Linked DNA regions of Mus musculus: region 1 is linked to region 2. A link is a contact called in public Hi-C data. All regions are on one chromosome and are shown on one strand. The core of a region is the stretch at or near the end of the contact, and the rest is flanking DNA. Distances in the headings are between cores, read along the strand shown. Region 1 has its middle 43 kb from the start of Gm40660. Region 2 has its middle 46 kb from the start of Gm40658.

Evidence for each region. Hi-C and Micro-C count contacts between places; a contact is called where the count stands out from the background.
Region 1: a contact with region 2 is called in a Hi-C map of the 3T3-L1 cell line, with 6 times the contacts expected there. The contact joins two enhancer-like sites. A contact is called at or near these places in 2 of 39 promoter capture datasets (both in the 3T3-L1 cell line), 7 of 484 Hi-C or Micro-C datasets (the 3T3-L1 cell line, adipose-derived mesenchymal stem cells, embryonic fibroblasts and 2 more), 1 of 115 datasets of contacts at active chromatin or transcription factors (embryonic fibroblasts) and 1 of 9 other capture datasets (embryonic stem cells).

Annotation. Positions count from the first base shown.
Region 1 is chr13:5,410,993-5,413,692 of GRCm38.p6, forward strand. No RefSeq gene overlaps it. Among named protein-coding and RNA genes, the nearest start is that of Gm40660, 43 kb to the right of the region's middle. Within about 2 kb of position 1,274, at least 11 of the 459 cell types and tissues checked have an H3K27ac peak or open chromatin away from gene starts, as enhancers often do.
Region 2 is chr13:4,770,177-4,772,876 of GRCm38.p6, forward strand. No RefSeq gene overlaps it. Among named protein-coding and RNA genes, the nearest start is that of Gm40658, 46 kb to the left of the region's middle. Within about 2 kb of position 1,450, at least 305 of the 459 cell types and tissues checked have an H3K27ac peak or open chromatin away from gene starts, as enhancers often do.

The DNA of each region.
Region 1 (2,700 bases), core at 24-2,523, 640 kb after region 2:
TAACCCACATCAGAATTATCGCTTAAGAGCATCACCATAGACTAGACAATCCCTCAGAAGTGTACTCAGAGGCTTGTCATGAGATTATTATAGGGTCTGGCAAGTAGCTACTCAGTGCTAACCAGCAGAGCCCTTTTGGAATAGTTCACTATCTAGCTGAGGTAAACGGATAGCAACTGGAGTCAGAAACTGGATCAATACCATACCAGAGTTAAGGACTCAAGCTTTTCAAGGTCCAAGTGTCATTTTAAGACAGCATATTGCTCTGTTTGATCAGTGTGTTATGGAGTTTTCAAATCCAACTTCTTAGAAGAGAGCTGTGCTTGCTACCATAGGACAGGTACCACACTGAGACATCATCTTGGTGAAATTTTAACCGTGGCCCCTTTCTAAATAGTTTGGTTTCAGTGGGAAATTTAGTTAGTTTAGTAGAGACCTTTGACCCTTGGTATGGGATTTCCTTTTTTTTTTTGTTTTGTTTTGTTGTTTGTTTGTTTGTTTGTTTGTTTTGTTCTCTTCTGTTTTTTTTCGAGACAGGGTTTCTCTGTATAGTCCTGGCTGTCCTGGAACTCACTTTGTAGACCAGGCTGGCCTCGAACTCAGAAATCTGCCTGCCTCTGCCTCCCAAGTGCTGGGATTAAAGGCGTGTGGATTTCCTAATCATTTTACCAGAAACCACTTTCTAAATACCTAAGCACCTTAATTTGCTTTTCATTTCCTCCTTCTTTCTTTCCTTCCTTCTTTCTTTCTTTCTTTCTTTCTTTCTTTCTTTCTTTCTTTCTTTCTCTCTTTCTTTCTTTCCCTCTTTCTCTCTTTCTCTCTTTCTCTCTTTCTCTCTTTCTCTTCCTTTCTTCCTTTTCTTCCTTTTCTTCCTTTCTTCCTTTTCTTCCTTCCTTCCTTCCTTTCTTCCTTTCTTTCTTTCTTTCATTTCTGTTTGTATTGCTTAATGGATAGACTTTGAGGCTCATTCCACGGAAATTCTGACTGTCCCCAGAAACCATGAACTCATCTGACTAGTTGCATTCTGTGAACATCTGTGGCTCTTTAAAACCATTGTTGCATCAAATCTTTACCAAAAATGTAAAATATATATGACTTTGGGGAATGCTTTTAAGACTTTCTTTTTACCTGATATGACAGCTGTCCTTAAATCATTTTCTTTTTCTAAACTCAGAACAAATGAATTCCATGTTGTTTTAAAAAAAATTGTCTAACACATTGCAGTCTGGGCCAAATTTTTATCCCATTAGATCACTGTGTAATGTTTAAGCTTGTGTCCCTGCTTCCTAAACTGTTCTGGGAATCACCAGAACATTCACTCTAGGAGCAACAGCACTAACAAACAAGCCTCCTCAATGCATCCCAGGACATCCCATGCTCCCCATCAACCAAATCTTGATTCTTTGCTTTCACTGTCTGGTACATGGGGCATCTGTGAGTTGACAATGGTCATCAGCAACTGATACCAGCTGACACAATCCCTCTGTCCTGTTTTAACTCAGGAGGAAAATAACTTATCACACACACAGCCAAGAGAATTGTTAATCTTAGCATTTTAAGAAACAGTATTAAGCTGGTATGGGAGAGATATGTCTGTCTGGAATGCTGATCCATTGTGAAAGACATAGTGGTCTCTTTGTAAGACCAGGGTACAGTCCAGTGGGAAAAGGTTTCAGATTTCAAGTCAAGATCCCACAACATTAAAATTTTAAGGCCAACTTGGGCTACAGGACTCCTTATCTCAACAGCAATCCCTCCCTGAAAAATAAATGAATACATAAAATAAGCTAATATCTGAGGCTCAATGAAAAGTCAAAGAGCTAGCAGTTGGTAGCAGTTTACATCACTGCAACTATCCTGAGTGACTTATACAAAACTGTATTTAATTTTCACCTCACTGTAATTATTCCCTTGTCTCAGAGAGGAAGCCTGGATCATTAGAAGTTAAAAATCTAAGACTACGTTGAATGGGCAGCTAGGTGTCTGATCACTTAGACTTGGGTAGTCATTCTAGTTCCATTTTCCTTAAAGTAAGAAGTGTGGGTTAAGAAATCTTTACATTTTCAGCTTGTTGACCTTTTTGAACTTTGTGGACAAACTGAAGTGCCCAATTGAGGATGCCTCAGTCCCACTTGGGAGAGAGAAGAAAGCAATCACAAGTGGAAAGGGAGGGAGGGACCTGGGGTGAGGGGAGTGGGAAAGTGGAAAAGGGTTGGGAAAAGGGGAACCTGATCTGGTGAGGCAAAAGACTGAAGCCCTGAGGGCCAGCAGAAAGAATGTAAACAGTCAACCTCCAGAGATAGGAGGTTGGAGGACCCTCCAGAATGCACCAGAGACCTGGGAGGTGAGAGACTCTCAGGACTCAAAGGGAGGGACCTTATATGAAATACCAGACAGTAGGGAGAGGGAACTTACAGAATCTACCTCCAGCAGGAAGACAGGACATCAATTGAGGGATGGGGTTGCCATCCCACAGTCACAACTCTGATCCATAATTGTTTCTGTCTGAAAGAATTCCAGGAATGGAAATGGAGAGGAACCTGAGGAAAAGAAGGTCCAGCGAAAGGCCCAAAGTGGGATCCAGTTCAAGGGGAGGTCCCAAGACCTGACACTATCACTGAGGCTATGGAGCACTCACCAAAAGGGACCTAGCATGATTGCACTCCAGAAGATCCAGAAAGCAGCTGAAAGTCAAATGCA
Region 2 (2,700 bases), core at 200-2,699:
CCACCACTGCAAATAGAGGCCCATTGGACTTGCAAACTTTATATGCCCCAGTACAGGGGAACGCCAGGGCCAAAAAGGGGGAGTGGGTGGGTAGGGGATTGGGGGGGTGGGTATGGGGGACCTTTGGGATAGCATTGAAAATGTAAACGAGGAAAATACCTAATTATAAAAAAAAGAAACAGAGCTTTAGCACTTAAGGCTAAACACTGACATTTCTAGACACAGGACATCACTTACGCAAGAGAGAACAACATTCGTTTCTTATGTTCTTAACAAAACCCACCAGTTACACATTACACACTCATCCATTAGAAAGATGATGATTTAGCAGGGTTCTAGATGCTCACTCATGTGTGTGGTGGTGAAGATGTTTCTGCAAAAGTCACTTCACTTTACCCACAGTGCCAGTTGTTACATTTCAGCAATTTTTATGTACTTTCCACAAGACTTTGTATTTCCCTTTCAGCAATCCTTCTACTTTGAGATACCTTTTCTTCTGGGTTTTTGTATGGACATCTTAAGAACACATAACACAAGTATCTTTATTTAAGAATGTGAGATCAGTCTGTGTTCAGCACAGTATTATTGTGGGCTTTTATTCATAAATTGCTCTTAAAGCATATAGAAAGAGAACAGAACAAAAAAGTATGGTAAGAATTTTTTGAGAATATTTTTCCTAAGATTGTGTGTGTGTATATGTGTGTGTGTCTGTGCATGTGTATACACATACACACACACACACACACACACACACACACACACACACACATATATATATATATATATATATATATATATATATATATATTTGTGCTTGATATATATGTATTACTCATTAAATGTATTCATTAAAGTTGATGTAATGCTCCTTCACGGTTATTGTTTTTAAAGCTGTCCTCTTTTGAATAGCTTGAAGGTCCTTCAGGAATTGCAAGCTCTGTTGTGAAACAGAATGTTCATATCGTCCTGTTACTCTTTGGCTCTGCTAGTTCGCTGATTAAAATAGGCTCACGCGCAGGACGCTAATCTCTGTTTATAGAAAATAGCAAACAGATGGAGAAGCAATGATGAGTAAAAATAGACCCTTTCCTCCAGCAGATCTTTTAACACATAGATGTCAAGAAAGCCAAGAAGTCAGTGAAACCTAGTCTGGTGTTCCCTACACTACCCTGAAGTGACAAATCGCATAATGACAGGGATCCGTTTGCTCCTGAGGCAACAGCTAAGCGGGACTTCCAGTACTTTCTATTATAGGTGGCTTTTTCATTGCAACCTCCATTTACTTGGCAGGGCCTCTGGAATCTCTGACTGGAACTCTGAATGAACACTCCTCTTGTTTGAATCCTGCTGATCCCCCAACTGTAACTGGATCAGCTGACATCACCAGTGTGCTGAGCCCTGTGAAATGTCTCTGTAATTGGACTCCACTCTTGAGTCAGAGCTTGGTAAACCCTGGAGAGGCGCTGTGGTCCGCGTGCTCAGCATGACTCATGCCTCTAGTGCCTGGAGACTGTTGCTATGTGAGACTTCCTGTTAAGTGTTTACTTCTTACAGTGGGTTTGTCCTGTCCCAAGAGCTATTTGGATTTGGTATGCGGGGTGGGGTGGGGTGGAGTGGGGTGGAGTGGAGTGGGGGCAGGGGCAACTAGGGCAAAGGATTTGCCTTTTTCTTCTGAAAACAAGGATCCTGGGAGAGTCAGCTCTGAGTTAACTTCCTTAAATGGTCTGGCAGCTCATGTTTACAGGAAGAGGAAAATCTGGGAAATGCTGATAGAAGTCATAAATGCAAGGAGGGAAAAATAGCATAGTTGAGGTCATATGCAGGTGCCTGAGGGTTATTTTTTTTTAATGCCTATTTGTGTCATTCTTATGCCAAACATGCTTTAAATTATTCAAAATGGTTTTATTTAGACTGCTTTTAAAATTAAATAAACATTTTAAAGTTTTCAGTCAAAACTCTTCTGTGACAAATTAAGGAACATTGAAGAAAAGGCATAGAGACAACCTACCAGGTAGCACTTTACAATTGTGAAATCATTTTCTTTTCTGAATGATAGGTAGCTATAAGACACGGTGGCGGTTGAATAAACATTTAATCAAAACCAATATACGTTTATGTGAACATGTGTTTCTACACGTGGTTTTATAGATAGAAGTGGAGACTGGATAGAAGGCCAGTATATTACAAGGAAATGGGATTTGATTCTTCAACAGTGCTCAGATCATTCAGGCGTATGAATATACTGGATTGTGATGCAACCTTGGTAATAGGGAGTTCAAGCCAACTCTATTCTCAGAGTCATATGAATTCAGCTTAGTTCACATTGCCAAGGCACACTGGCAACTGCAGCTGACACAAGAGATAATCCATGTGTCAGCCAAGAACAGATAAAGAAGAGTATGAGATTCTTGGAGCTAACTCAGGCTGGGAACAGGAGAGGTGTTCATTGCTGTTCTGTAAACAGCAAAGACAGGAGCAGAATAAGGAGAATGTCATGTTGAACCTGTGAGTCACAAGACCAGAACTAAAACAAAGCCCTCGGGGGCCATATACACCCCAAGAAGCCAAAGGGGTGCTTTGGAGAAAGTCTAACTTCATTGTGCTTATAGAGTAGAGTGGTTAATGGAGCCAGCATTATGAACCTGCATATACAGCTCTTTCTTGTTCCTTCTCAAGAACAGTAGCTTTTCAGAAAGTTGA